3 separate regions of the Mus musculus genome follow, and all the other regions are linked to region 1. The links are chromatin contacts, called in public promoter capture Hi-C maps. All regions are on one chromosome and are shown on one strand. The core of a region is the stretch at or near the end of the contact, and the rest is flanking DNA. Distances in the headings are between cores, read along the strand shown.

What was found. Promoter capture Hi-C pulls out the DNA fragments that hold promoters and counts their contacts.
Region 2: a promoter capture Hi-C map of embryonic stem cells shows a contact between it and region 1, with 2.5 times the contacts expected there. The contact joins the promoter of Josd2 here to the promoter of Klk13 in region 1. A contact is called at or near these places in 1 of 39 promoter capture datasets (embryonic stem cells) and 1 of 484 Hi-C or Micro-C datasets (embryonic stem cells).
Region 3: a promoter capture Hi-C map of hippocampal neurons shows a contact between it and region 1, with 2.7 times the contacts expected there. The contact joins the promoter of 1700028J19Rik here to the promoter of Klk13 in region 1. A contact is called at or near these places in 5 of 39 promoter capture datasets (cranial neural crest, embryonic stem cells, hippocampal neurons and 1 more), 1 of 484 Hi-C or Micro-C datasets (embryonic stem cells) and 1 of 9 other capture datasets (adipose tissue).

The regions. Positions count from the first base shown.
Region 1 is chr7:43,710,357-43,715,293 of GRCm38.p6, reverse strand. It overlaps Klk13 (kallikrein related-peptidase 13), which reads right to left and starts at 2,727. Exons shown (of 6, transcript NM_001039042.2): 1 at 2,590-2,727; 2 at 1,412-1,502. The coding sequence starts at 1,463.
Region 2 is chr7:44,465,099-44,470,035 of GRCm38.p6, reverse strand. Josd2 (Josephin domain containing 2) reads right to left here and starts at 2,056. Exons shown (of 5, transcript NM_001205071.1): 1 at 1,846-2,056; 2 at 1,067-1,229. The coding sequence starts at 1,212. Aspdh (aspartate dehydrogenase domain containing) reads right to left here and starts at 4,601. Exons shown (of 7, transcript NM_026690.1): 1 at 4,501-4,601; 2 at 3,802-3,946; 3 at 3,481-3,565; 4 at 3,223-3,372; 5 at 2,931-3,151; 6 at 2,703-2,857; 7 at 2,285-2,393. The coding sequence starts at 4,564. The coding sequence ends at 2,350.
Region 3 is chr7:44,233,154-44,238,090 of GRCm38.p6, reverse strand. 1700028J19Rik (RIKEN cDNA 1700028J19 gene) reads left to right here and starts at 1,969. Exons shown (of 5, transcript NR_029436.1): 1 at 1,969-2,022. It overlaps Gm36864 (predicted gene, 36864), which reads right to left and starts at 1,922. Exons shown (of 5, transcript NM_001378657.1): 1 at 1,018-1,922; 2 at 410-678. The coding sequence starts at 1,745.

The DNA.
Region 1 (4,937 bases), core at 1,478-3,977:
TCATGCATACACACACACAAATAAGTAAATAAATAATATAAATAAAGAAAAACAGGAAACTAAGCAAAATTGCTGAATTCTAAAAGCCCTTTAGGTCAGAGGTTCTGCAGACAGCCTGCTGGAGCAGGGCACGGTGGACCGGGTGGACAACTGGATTAGTATCCTGGCTCAGGTGTGGCAGTGTCTTTGGGGCAGGATCCTTCTGTCCCTGAGTCCTGGAAGTAATTACAGCACACCTACCTCATCAGGCTCTGGAGGGTTCCACAAGACGCAGCATGTGGGGCTCCTGGCACCAGGGTGAGGCACCAGGAGGGGCAAGGGTGTGAAACCTGGGTGTGGCACCAAAGCAGGGCAGCCACCCCATCTCCCAGTGAAGGCTGGTGCAGGGTGCTAGGTGCTGTGGACCCTCCCCCTTTAAGTCAGAACAAAGCCCCTGGGGAGGCCTCCCAAAGCCTCCATTACATATCTAGGCTCCTGATAGATTCCTCCTTACCTCATAATGGCAATTAAGTATTAACTAATTATTTGGGTAGTTGTTTCACTAATGTCTGCACAGCTCCCCCCAGATATGCTGCGGATGCCACAGGCAGGCAGAGTGCTCAGTGTCTACTGCTTGTTCCTGGCAGAATAAGTGAGTGATGCATGCATACCTGGGGTTTCTCAAGAGTGTGTATGGGATGGCAGAAAAGGAGCTGGGCTTGTAGCTCAGCTGGTGTGTGCCTCGTACCCACACAGGCACCGGGTCCATCCCCAGCACCACATAAACAAAGCCTGGTAGCACACACTTGTCTCCCTTAATGCTGGGAAGGTAAAGGCAAGGCCATCCTCTGTTAGATAGTGAGTTTGAAGCCAGCCTGGTCTGCAGGAGACACTATCTCAAAAAGCAAACATCAAAGCCATAAAGAAAATAAAAATCCACGACTTTCAGAGCCCTTTCTGTCACTCAACAGGTAAGTCCCTCTTCTTATCCAGAGCAATCAGTGTTGCAGAAAAAAAAAATAATTGTAGGTGCAAGGACCTTCAGTTTTGCTCATAGTAGCGTTTGTTAATATTTGAACCCGTGCACTTGTGAGCTTCCTGCTCTCAAGGAGGCCTTGAGTGTGCGTTGGGGGCGGGGTGGGGAGGGGGACTAGGGCGGATGCAAAGAGCCAAGAGAGTCAGAGAGAGTTGGGGCTTCTCTAAGCTGGGACATCTCTGGGATCAGAGGTGAAGGCACTGGTATTGGTGGGCTGACCCCAGCTGGGAAATCAGGTCACACACGACTAGGAGGAAGCTAACAGGGTGTCCTCCCTGGCCTCGAGTGGGCGTGGGGCGGAGCGCGCGGGTCCCACTTCCCCTCCCCGTGGCCTGACCCTTCCCACCATTGACTTGAGTGGCTTCCCTGCCTCCACCCCTGTGCCTGAGTACTTACCTTCGGACAAGGCCAAGGTCAGGCAAGCGATGGTAGCCACTAGGGGCCACATGATAGCTCCGGGATGGGGGGTGGGCAGGGTGGGCGGGGCCTGGGTCGAGAGGCTGAAGTGGGTATTGCAAAGCAAGCCCGGAGACTGAAATTCTGTGCTTTGTAATCTTGACCTTTCCAGCTCTATTCACTCTGAAATCCCTGACCCTTGAATCTTGCACTCTCCAACCCCACTGTGTGTGGGACACCTCGGGAACCAGTGGAGGTGCAGCATGCACTCCTCTGAGGTCCAGGACCTGCCATCACCTCATAGAGGTGACCCCTTCTTCCTCTGCACTCTGAGAGCTGGGTCCAGAGAGCATTCTCTCACCCATCACTCCTTCCCCGCCTCTGACCCCATTATCCCCTCTCTGGGCCTGCCCCGGACCCTGGGTCTCCTCCCTGGCGTCTAGTCTTTCTGCATGCTTAGGCTCCCTGCATCTCTGCAAGTTTCTGTCTCCACCTGCGCCTCACGCTGATTCAGCTGTCCTGTATCCCCGACTTCCCATCCCTCCTCCTTTCTCCTCCTTCCTGTCACCCTCCAACACCCCTTCCCCAGGCCTCTGCCCTTCTCCCACCCAGAAACCCTACCTGAGTGAGGGGCCAACTTCAGCTGCCAGCTGCCTAGAAAGTTCAGCTCTGACCCATGGCTTTTAACCCCTGAGCTCCCTCCCCCAGCGCGCGCACCATTTCCCGGTGCAGGCTCCCCCTCTCCACCCCCAATGGCTCAGCTTGTTGTTGACAGGCACCCCCCAGCCTGGGCTCGGCCCTCAGCTTGGAGGCGGGGCTTCTGAGACAAGCTGGGACCCAGATCTGGCCCCGCCCAAGCCCAAATTGAACCCACTGTGAACCTTCCTGTGGCAGAACCAGGCCATAGAAAGGGGAAAAGCCCACTTTCCTTCTCAAACTCCTCCCGCCCCCATACTCCTCGCCATTCGACACCTCACTCTTCCTCACCTCGGCTCTCAACATTGTGCAAACTCTTAGTCTGCCCCAGCTCCCAGATAGCCATCACTGAGCTGTCTGTCCTAAAATGCCATTTTTACCATAGGGTCACCCCCCAGCCTATCTCAACGCCAGTCTCTTCCCCGGAGCAATCCTAACTGATCTCTCAACATCAAAACCAGCCCAGCCAGTGGGAGTCTCACCTCCAGTCTTTTTTCTTCTGAAATTTAAGGTGATGACCACATATGTTCGTCACCTCTTTCCCAAGACACACGCCACCATAGGTGCCAGGCCTAAGAGTGTATCAAGTGCCCCTGGGCTCCTGTCAGGAAGAGTCTGAGCCTGGGAAAGTAGTTTGAACTAGGCAGCCTTTCTGGAGCAGAGTTGATGGAGTGCAAAGCAAGGTGGGTGGAGAGGGAGAGGGCAGGTGGGGGAGGGGAGGGCAAGCCCGGATGGGATGGGGTGGAGGAAGAGGAAGGAGGAAGGGATGGTGTTTAGGGAATAAGTAGGTGGCTTCTGGAACTGTGGCTAGGTGGGGCCCCATGAGTTAATCCCAGGGGGTGGACGGGGCAGGATTAGGGATTAAGAAGGACAGAGGTGGGGTCAAAATTTGGAAACCAGCCAAGGATGGGGATCCAGTGATGTTTGGAAAGAGGGAGCTAATAAAGATGACATCATTACAATAGAGGCTGATGGGGTTCACAGGATGGGAGGTGGGGCATTAGCAAGTTCAGTAGTCTAGACCAAGGGAGTCAAGATTTGAATGTTGAGATCAAACCTAGTGGTCAAAAATTAATTTTTAAAATAAGGTGTTGTGGAGCTGGGGGTGTAGCTCAATTGGTAAAGTGCTTGTCTAGCATGCGTGAAGCCCTAAGTTCCAAATCTGTGTCGGGGTACACACGTGTAAGCCCAGCATTAGGAGGGTAGAGGCAGGAGGATCAGGAATTCAAGATCATCCTTTGCTGTTTGATGAGTTTGAGATCGGTATGGACTTAAAAAAGAAAAGGAGAGAGAGAGAGAGGGAGAGAGAGAGAGAGAGAGAGAGAGAGAGAGAGAGAGAGAGAGAGAGAGAAACCTCACAGCAAGAGGAATAGGCAATAAGCAATGCTAATAAGAATTTATAAATCAATTCTTTGCTCATGCTTAGAGGCACTGCCACCTAGCAAATTTCATTTTAGTGAGTTTAAAGAAGAGTGTTTGCATTGCTACCAGCTACCCACAGTTTAAAGTTATAAAGTAGCACTTTGTATCACAGGGCGTTACAGCACACTTCTATCATCCTAGATACCTGGAGAGGCTGGGCCAGGAGGATAGAAACTTCAAGACTGATCTGCATTGAAGAGTGAGTTCAGAGGCCAGCCTTAGTGTGCAACTTAGCAACACTTTGACTCACATGCAAAGTATGAAGAGGACTAGGGGCGTGACTCAGTGGCAGAGCCTCTGCCTAGAATCCCCCAGTGAGGGACTGGGGATGTGGCTCAATGGTAGAGCCCCTGCCTAGAATCCCCCAGTGAGGGGTTAAGGGCACAGCACAGTGGTAGAGCTCTCCTGTAGCAGAGGAAGGCTCCATCCATGTTCAAGCCCAGCACTGCTCAATGTTGTAAAGAAGCTTCTCAAAGACAATAAAACAGATGCAGAGATGTCCTTAAGTCAGGGTAGTGTGATACCAGGTTATGTTTGGGGATAGGGTTGGGTTGCAGATGGGAGGGACATGGAGATAAGAGTGCTGATAGAGTCCTGTTGGGTTAGGGTGGGCTGGAGGGCAGGATGGAGGACAGGATGGTGAGATGGTTGGGATAGTCTCGAACACCAGTAATGAGAACTAGATACAGGCTGTGCATCTGTATTGGGTAGATGTTGGTAGGGGGTTGGGTCACATCTGTGAATTCCTGTTAAGGTGACTGAAAGGCCAATGTCCTTTCCCAACCTGGACTTCCTCCACCTCCCTGGGCAGGGCTTGGAGTGGGTGCTGAGTCTATTCCTTTCCGGTAGAGTCGGGTTCAGGTGGGGTGGCAGGAGGGAGGATGCTAGGTGAAATGAGGTGACAGCTTGTGTGGGAAGTTGGGGTACCTGTGCCCTCTTGTGGCCCAGGCTCAAGTTTCCAGTAAAGCTTTCTCACTTGGGAGGGGCTGGAGCCAGGAGTGGGGGTGGCTGGTGCTGGCATTTGTTGAGGGGTGATTGCCAGGTCAAAGTTGATGTTTAAGGTTATGATTGGCTAGGACTCAAGTACCCTACCCATGTTGGAGTGAGGTCATGGACCCACCAAAGGCTAAGTTCCTTCCACCCCCTCACTTCATTAGTAAGGCAACAAGGAGCCCATTGCTGATAAGCATACACACACTGGACCGAATCCAGGGGTACCATCTCACAGTTCACCATCTTCCTAGCAACCTAGCAGGAGAAAGAAAGAACTAGTACCCAGTGGCTCAGAACCTAAGACCTACACATAGATAGACTAAGTTCGGCTGGCATGGTTGCTTTGTGCCTCAGTGTCCCCATTTGCAACAGGGCCCCCATTCCCAGCACTTATGTCATAGAAAGGAGTTATGTG
Region 2 (4,937 bases), core at 807-3,306, 760 kb before region 1:
TGTCATTTCTTCTGGGAGAGGAGCCTTCAGACCCAAGACTGTGCTCAGAGTCCCTGGGTGATAGTCACATTCATGCCGCCATATCTGAATACAGAGTGCCCCTTTCTTTTGGGAACACCCTGCCCTACCCTGCTCAGAGGCATCCCTAGTGCCCTATCATCCCAGGACAGACGCCCACCTCCTCCAGTGGCAAGCAGGCCCTGCATAGCCTCAGCACCAGCTCTTAGCAGCCACCCATCCCAGATGTCCCTGTGCCCAAGCCTTCCCTCTAGCTCTCCCCAGCTCTGTGGCCCTGCTCCTCTGTAGGCCTGGACCCTTGGCGAGCAGTGTCAAGAGGGAGCCACTCATGTCTGCAGCTCTCCCAGCCTTCTCCCCCTTGTGACATCTGCCTCAGCTCGAGCTGCTCAGCATGTCCCTGGAGAAAGAGCTGGAGAAAGAGAGATGCGTATGTTCTAAGTAAGTCTGAAGTTTACAGATGAGGGCTGCCTGTGGATCTGGGCAAGGACTACAGGCTGGGGTGTCTATGTGCCCATAGAAGCACCCTGCAGCCTAGAGGTGGGAATGGGGAGAGAGATTCAAGAAAGTTTCTTACAAAAGTGATGGTTGAAATTGTGAGGCGCAAACAAAGGGACCAAGAAGGGGAAAAAAATGCCTTGTGTAACATGGGAACAGCCTGTTGGAGGCCTAGGAGTACATCGAAGGATGAAGCTGCAGAAAGGTAGGCAAGGACCCGAGCACACAAGGCCTTGAGTTCAGCCTGAAGGCCCGGGGCTAGTCCCTAGGAGTTCTGGGGAACCAAAGAGGGATAGAAGCAGAGGAGGGGGCAAGCAGCTGTGGGGCTGTGTGTAGGACGACCAGGAGAAGAAAAACAGACAGCTGGGAGGTTGTGACAGAGGCTCAGATAAGAGAGGTTGAGGCCAAAGCTGGGGCTGAGGCTGTGAGAAGCAGCAGGTGGGAGGGCAGGCAACAGCTCCTGGATCGGAGCCTTGGCCCTGCTAGGGTCCCAGGAAGGCTCCCGTGCCTCTCTGAGCCCTGCTCTTCCAGGGCGGGGAACAATGGCAGTCACCTCTTGCAGATTTCGTCGGCAGCCTCCTGGCTAAAGAGCTGCTCTTGAAGGACGTTGTTGAGAGCATGGACAGCACACAGCTCTAGCCGCTGCCGCTCATGATACACTGAGGGTGGACTCGGCCTTGCTTCCGGAGCCTGAGACATGCCCTCCTCAGCTCCTGCTGCGGGGTGGGACAAGGAGGTGTTAGGCACCTAGGATCTTGCTCATTCGGTTCTCTAGATTCCTGGGTCCCTGGGCAATGGACATTGAGATGGGCACTGGGGCTAGCTTAGGAGGCCGTGAGGCCCTGACCCTATTTCCCAGGCTGTCTCCAGAGCACAGAGACACCTTTTGAGCCCAGTCCTGGGAGTGGGGGGAGTAGAGGCTCTCATCTGCTCACCTGGCAATAGAGACCCACCCCCACTACATGTCTCCAAGCAAAAGGGTCCTGATCATCATCACCTAGCAATGGACTACCACCCCTTCTGTCCCTAGGAAACAATACCTTTTTAGTTCCCAAGCAACAGAACAACCCCACCCTCTGGGTATCCTGGTCCGTTTTCTGATCACCTAGCAATGGAGGACTCCTCCTTTCCCGTCTCTGGGTAACAGGGTCTCTTCTGGTCGCCTAGCAACGAAAGACTTCCCCTCCTCAATAACCAGGGTTCTCGCCTCCCTTCACCTGGCAACGAGGCCCTCTACCAGTTACTAAGCAACAGGAGCCCCCACCTTTTCCTGTCACCTGGCAACCAGGCACACTCCCACCCGCCTTTGCTTGTCGCCCGCCTGGCCCTCACCCCGCCGGCCTTTCTGCTCCCCGGGACCGACCGCTTTCGCATTCCCTAGGCAGCGACCGGGTGGTAGCACGCTGACTGAGCAGGCGAAAGGGACTACAGCTCCCGGCGACTTGCGCGCGCCGAACTGCGATTCCCGAAGGCCTCCGTAGGGCGTCTAAATAGGACGCGCAGTCCGGAAGTCCTCCGGGGCTGCTCTGCCGCGTGGGACTACAACTCCCATCGGACAAAGCAGCCAGTTCTCGTTCTCTCCCAGGGCTCACTGCTGCCTAGAGGTTTCTGGGAGTTGTGGTAACGAGTGATCTCGCGATAGCTTTCAGGGGGCTGGTTTGTGTATGAGCTCGCACGCTGCTGCTATGGCGTCATACTCAGTGTGTAGCTGAAGCGTGACGACATAGAGGTGGGGACAAGGAACCAAAGAGGCCAAAGAGAACAGTGGGCTGAACTCTGATGTTTACTGGGACCCATAGTTGTCAATATGACAGTAAGGGTAGTAGGGGAGGAGACTCAGCAGAGGTGGATCCCAGGTCTGGAGGTGAGCTGACAGCAGCCTGTGGGGAGAATGAAAAACTAGGATGACAACACAGACACATGCAGGTGGCCATGGTGGACGTGGGTTTTGGAAAAGGTAATGTGGTACAAGTCAAGGAGGATACTCAGAAAGAGATGTGGCATGTGGATGTAGAGACCTAGAGGGGGACCCAGATGCTGAGAGAAAGCGGGGCGGGGAAAGAGAGGCTCATAGAGCCTGGGAGTGAGAACTAAGAATGAGAAAAGACAGAAAACTGGGGTTGGGACACCCAACATGTGAGCTCTGCCGAGCACAAACGCCAAGGGACCCTTGGAGGGGCCTGCCGCACCCAGTAGGCTGTGCCAGAAGGCTGTAACAGTAGCAGAGCCGGTGACAGCGCCAGGCTGGGCTGGGTTCTCTCTGTGGGTGTGCACGGCAAAGCTGCGACCTGAAGGCCCTGGGGGTCCTAGCAGCTCCACATCCACCACGTGCATGTCGGTGAGGCTGCAGCCGGCAGAGAAGTGCAGTCAGTCCACCCGGAGTGTACACAGCTGTGCCACCTACGCCCTGTGCTTACCTAAGGTCAGCCACAAGCACCCCAATGACACGGTCGAAGCCTAGACTGGGGGCAGCCAGGGCAGCAGCTGCCATGGTGTTAGAGTTTCGGGGGGCCAAGGGACAGAGCCCACGCACAGGGCCCTCATAGAGCACTGTGCGGGGCCCACTACTGTGGGCTGCAGCCAGGGGTCCCTCCAGCCGGAAGCCATCAGGATGTGTGGCCATGGTGACTCGAAGGCTCTGGAAGCAATGGCAGGGTCAGGAGATTGAGACTCTTACATGTTCCGTCTGGCAGCCCAGACAGTCCTCACCTGGAGGCCTCCGGCTGCATCCAGTCTGCTGATGTCTTCACTGCCCCATAGGGCCCCTCGGGCCACAAACACAGTGTGGCCCCAGCGCTTTGAAGCCTCCAGGAGCTGCTGCTCTGTGGTCTGGTCAGCCAGAGCTGAGGGGGATCCCACCTTGGGACACGGATGGTAGAGAGAGGCAAGGCCAAGACCCAGATTACTGCTGGAGGGTGGGATGCAGCCAACACAGAGAGGGACTCACTGAGGGGCAAGGAGGCTCACCAGGAGGTTTGCATGGCGAAGGATTTGTGCCCCAGATTCATGGATTATTTTGGGGTGGGCCACTTCTACCACAAGGTCAGGGTGCCTAGGAAGAGAGACATGGAGGGGGAGGGCCTTGGAGAAGAGTCAGGTCTCCTGTCTCCCAGGTCCTCAGGGTTTGGAGGGATAGCACTGCTTACCCTGGCTGAGGGAGGGGAGTGGGATAGTGGGTGCATTCTAGTTTCTCTTTATATGCACTGAGACTCAGAAAGGGTCAAAGGGTTGTCTGACACAGGGAGGCAGGAAGCAGCTTTGGGGAGGCTCCTTCTGTGGGGCGCTGACCTTTCCTCAAGGGCAGTGAGGTCTTGGAGCTGCAGGGCAGGGGGCACACTCCCTGCCATCCGTCCAGGGTCACGGTTCCACACAAAAACAAGTTCTAGGCCCAGTTCTGATCCCTGAGCCAGAAGGCGGGACACAAGGGACTGTCCTGCAGAGACAGGAGGGCTAGGGATCCAAGGAAAGGAGAGAGACCCTCCCCTCCTAAGTCAGGGAGATTGGGGGTGGGGGGGGGTCAGGGACCTAGAGACAGAATACAGTCAGAAGCCCAGAGAGGAGAGGCAGACAGACACACAGACAGAATACATAGAAACCTAGAAAGGAGAGACAGAGATGCCCCACATACACAGAGACACATACACACAGAGACAGAGACACAAAGACCCAGACACACACACAGAGATGAGAGCAAGAAGAAAGACAGACAGAAGATGGGAGAGAGAAGAGGGGAAGGTGGGGGGGGGGAGAGACAGAGACAGACAGACCTTGGAGACCCAGAGAAAGGACAGAGACCTAGAGAGAGGCAGATACCCAGAGATAAACACTCTCTCAGAGGGAGAGACACAGAGAGACAGAGGGAGGCCCAGTGAGTGGGCAGAAGGCAGGCTGGGCTGGCAGGCTGGGGTGAAAGATAGATGGAAGCAAATGTTTCTGGAACATTAGGAACAGGGCATAGAAAGAGACCCCAGGCCAGGTCTTACTCACCCAGGCGGCCATAGCCCACCACCCCCACCTTGTAAGGAACTTGAGGGAGCGTACTGGTGGCCATGGTCTTTAACAAGGTACCCTGCTGTGGGGGATCTGCTGTGCTTGCTGGCCCCTGTACCAGGCCTGACAGTGAATGAACTTTGGACTTTGACCCCTGACTCTCTCCACTGAGGGAGGGAACAGGATGGGGAGGGTGTCCTTTTCCAGCCCTCTGCCCTCCTGCTGGCTGGCATGGTGGCTTGGAAGCTAGGCCTTGCATGGCCCTATGTGCCCACTACCCCACGGCCTCCTGAGCAGCCCACATTCTCCCATTCCTGCTGAGGTAGAAAATTCCCTTTACAGCCCCCCTCCTCAGTCTGGCCAGCAGGTTGTCATGGAGACTGCATTTTCCTTGGGATGGGGGAAGAACTGGGGACAGGAATTTAGGTCTCCCA
Region 3 (4,937 bases), core at 720-3,219, 520 kb before region 1:
TGCTGATTCACTGAAAGTGAAATAAACCCTTCCCTCCCCAAGTTGCTTTAGGTCATAGTGTTTTATCATAGTAATTGAATCCCCTACTAAGATCATTCCTGAAAAACAAAACCTGAGGCTGTCTTCTGGCCTCCACACACACAAGGACACACAGATGCATTAGCATCTGCATACTTATGCATGCACGCACAAACCCAGCATTGAGCTGCTCTAAAAAAAAAAAAATTGGGTATTGCATGCATCAGATCTGGCATGTGAGGTACACTTTTTGGTTAGTGACATCAGGCTCTTGGTCATGAAGACATTGTGTGGGTATCAGAGTAACCTCAGGGGAGAACTGTTCTTGACGTTCTCTGGGACAAGGAGGAGACTTGGGTCTCTGGAGGGATGAGGATGGGGCCAGCCTTACATGCATTCTTATCGTATTCATTCATGCAGGAGATGTCAGGGCACCGCATGAAGAAGATGGTGTCAATGGAGATGGTTTGGGGGCCAGCGGGGTCGCCTGGGGGTCCTAGAGGCACTCGGAAGTGGATCCAGGGTTTCCACAAGGCGATGAGGCTGAGCATCACCATGCCGGCCACAGTCAGCACCAGGCTAAGGTGCCTGCTGATCTTCTTGGCTTCGAGCAACAGCCTCCAGCCTATGGGAAGCAGTGTCCAGCATTTGCTCTGAGCCCTGTGACAGATCATGTGACTGGCGTCAGTCAGCAGGAAGTCCATCTACCCTATCTAGTCACCCCACAATCCTTCAAATCCCACCTGAGAAGCCAGACTTGGTGGCACAGGCCTTTAGACAGCACAGACGACAGAAGCAGGAGGATCTCTGAGCTCAAGGCTAGCTTGGTCTATGTAGAGAGACCCCGAGACCCCATCTCAACAAAAACAAAAACGCGTATCTTTTATGTTCACCCAGGGATTCCTCTACCCATCGCTACACCCCCAGTTTCAAGTGCAGTTGTAGAGCTCCAGGCTTGAATATGGCCCCCCTCCCACCCCACATCCTTCCTGTACTTACCTACTAGAGTTCATTATAGTAGAAATGTTGGACAGTTTTGAGGTGCTGCCTAGCATACTGTGATTAGACAAAGAGTCATCTGAGAACTCTTTCAAGCTGTCCTTGGAGTCCCAGACAAAGGACTCGAAACTTCTGATGCTGGCCTGTGGGCTCTGGGTTATGGACGGGGGGACATCCACACTGGGCCGCATTTGTTTTTTGTTGGGGCTATATGACTGGGGTATGGAGGGGTGGCTTTCAGTTTCCATTTGTGAGCTGCGAATTTCTGACTGGGCACTGGACAGGGTATGAGCGCTTAGGATGCTGAGCCGGCGATTATGGTTAAGGGAAGCAGACTCTCTGGAACTGAGCCATCGATTGTAGGCCACAGACTGTATGTCCTGTACATTGGACTGGGAACCCTGAAGAAGGGTCTCTTGAGTACTTAACCTTCGAGGGAGAATGGTGGATGGGGATGAACTCAGTGTACTAACCCTGCGAGGGAGAAAGACAGATGCTGGTGGTTCCTGGATGCTAACCCTTCGGGGCATAGGTGTGGACGTTGACGGTTCCACATTGCTTAATTTGCGAATGTGGATGATAGGCAAAGGAGTTTGCGTGTTAGTCTTCTGACCTTGGGTGGCATCTAGGAGGCTCAAGGTCACTTTCAGAGAGTCTTGCATTTCATTTTGCCTGCTGCTGGGAGCTGCTGTCTCTTTGCTCTGGAGGTCAGAGGAGTTCTGGTCCATGTTGAAGAGCAGGATGGGGCTAGTCTCTGAATGTACTCAGTTTACATTAGCCTCTGCTTCCAGGCACTCCCAATGGCTTCCTGGATTAACCTGTCAGTCTGGCTCTAAGGCTATGTGTCCCTCTATCTGTGGCTCCAGCTTTCTGTCTCTCTGTCCCCAGACAGCACTCAGGGATTTGGGCTAGGTAGCAGTTGGGGGTGGGGTGTGTTCTATGACAGTTGGAGGGGTTCCAAGAGGCTGCGGTTGGCCATGGCCTCAGACACCACCGTAAGCCTTCGTGAGTGACCCTGCTGTTAGGGCTGGGCTAGTGGGGACTGGATGGAGTATGGATTGGGTAGGACAAGGTGACACTGGGTTAATGAAGGTCTGAGCTAGGCCTGGCTAGATCAGGGTGAGGCAGGACAGAGAGTCTGGAAGGCTTGAGATCTGAACTCATAATTCCTTTTACCCACACACGTCTTCCCGTCAATTCCCAGGGCTGCTCTGAACCATTTCTATCTTTTGTACCCATATTTGCCTCCGTGCCTCTCTCTGCTTATTTTCTTTCTCATCTGTTTCTCTTCCTTTCCCTTCCCTGAAGCCTCACACAAGACTAGATCTGCTTCTTGCTTTTGAAGACTTCCAGTCTGGGGTTGGTGGGGGGAGGAGAAGGACCCAGCCACAATTTGGTAAGGACTAAGGCAGACAGGCAGACTTCCCAAACAGGAGGGAGTTTCAAAACCCCTTTCCCAAGGAGGGTATGATAATACATGTCTGCAGTCCCAGCACTCAAAGGCAGGAGGATTACACTGAGTTTGAGCCCATTCTGAAAGTTTGAAAGAGGCTGTTTCAAAATAATAACAAAAACAATGGAAAACATTCTGTTCTTTCCCCAAATTTTCATTTGATGAACACTAGAGGATTACTCACAAATTTTATATGTTTTTATATAAATACCTGCATTGTTAGATTTTTATTTATTTTTTACATTCACTTGTTTTAAGATTTAGTTATTTATATTTTCATTTTATGTATATTGGTGTTTTGCTTGCATGCATGTTTGTGTGAGAGTGTCAGATCCAAGCCGGGGCTGTGGTGGTGCACACCTTTAATCCCAGCACTTGGGAGGCAGAGGCAGGCGGATCTCTGAGTTCGAGGCCAGCCAGGTCTACAGAGTGAGCTCCAGGACAGCCAGGGCTACACAGAGAAACCCTGTCTTGAAAAACCAAAAAGAAAAAAAAAAGAAAGTGTCAGATCCTCTGGAACTAGAGTTGCAGACAGTTATGATCTGGGAATTGAGCCCAGGTCCTCTAGAAGAGCATCCAGTGCTCTCAACTGCTGAGTCCCCTCTCCAGCCTCCATTTATATTTCCTTGTGTGATGTGTGAGTGCTTATGTGTCTGTATGTGCACTATGTGCTTGTAGAGGCCAGAAGAGAGTGTCAGGGTCTCTGGATCTGGACTGCTAGGTAGTGAGTGCTGAGAGCGGAACCCTGACCCTTTGCAAGATCCATCCCTGCTCTTAACTCTGAGCATACTCTCCAGCTCCTACATTTGTGTGTGTGTGTGTGTGTGTGTTGGTGGTTGAGAACCACAGGGAATGTGTGGAAGTCAAAGGATAAATTATGAGAGTCGGATTTTCTTCCACCATGTGGGTTTGTAGGGACTCTGAGGTCATTAGCCTTGGTGGTAAAGCTTCCACCTGTTAAGCCCTATCTTGTTAGCCTCTAATTAATTAAGCAATTAATTAACTAATTAATTGTCTTTCTATCTAGCCCTGGCTATGCCTAATATCACTATGTAGCTCAAGTTGGCCTCAAATTCAAGACAATCCACCTGCATCAGTTTCTCAAGTGCTGAGATCATGAGTAGGTGCCACCACAGCAAGCTTGGTCAGATTTCAGTGATTGTGTAATATCGAGAATCCTAGTGTTAAATCTTTTGTTTGCTTGCTGTTGGGAGACAGGGTTTCTCTAAATAGCCCTGGTTGGCCTGGAACTCACTCTGTGGACCAGGCTGGTTTCGAAATTACAGAGATCTCTCTGTCTCTGCCTCTAGAGTGCTAGGATTAAAGGTGTGCATCACTACTCCTGGCCTTAGTAAATGTTAATTTTTATTTTAAAGGCCAAAGGGGATTTTAAAGATGTGCCTGATTATATGATGCATTCTAGTTTAGAAGGTGCAAAAACTGCATCACAGAGCAAGGTGTGGTAGTGCCTGACACTCAGGAGGCAGAGGCAGGCGGAACACTTTGAGTTCAAGGCCAGCCTGATATACATAGTGAATTCTGTCTACACACTAAAATCTAAGAGCAAGCTATATTATAAAATGGAGTGGAATGTGATATATCCCATTGTTGAGATATTTGTGTGACTACTAATAATTTGCTTAATTTCAAAATGAAGCAACAGCGGCTTAAATTGTAAACACTTGCTGGACTAGATGGCACACCCCTGTAATAATAAGACTCAATGTGCTAAGGCAGGAGGGTCACCAGAGTGTTGAAGTCAGTCTGGTCTGCATAGTAAGTTCCGGGCCAATACTGAAGTCCTATCTAAGGGGAAAAAAGGCAGCAAAAGCCAAGTCAGTGCAATGACTCAGCTGGAAAAGGCACTTGCAGTCAAACCTGAGGGCCTGAGTTCATTTGATGACGATTGGAATCCACATGGTGGGAAGACAGAACTGACTCGCTAGGTCTGACTGCTAAATGAGTTCTAAGGCACTTATGATCCCCCTTCCTGACTACAAAAACATACAAACAAACAAATGTTGTAAAAAAAGCCAAAACACACATGCACATGCGCACACACACACACACACACACACACACACACACACACACAAACCCTCAAAGCAAAACCGAAAAACAGGGCAGGCGCTGTAGTTGAGTAGACTGTCCACTTAGCATGCATAAAGCCCTGGACTCCATGCCCAGGCTGGCAGAAACCAGGCAGAGTGCTGCAAGCCTGTCATCCCTGCACTGGGGATGCTGAGGCAGGAAGATCAGAAGTGTAAGATGATCCTGAGTTACATTTTGAGGTTAGCCTAGCCTAACCTGGGCCACGTGAGACCCTGTCTCAATAAATAGCAACCAGAAAATGTCACTTCCCTCCAGGAGCCTCATTAAGGGTTCAGTTTGGGAGCTGCATATTTTGGTGCACACCTTTGATCCCAGAATTTAGGAGTCAGGGGCTGGTGGATCCATCAAGAAGTTT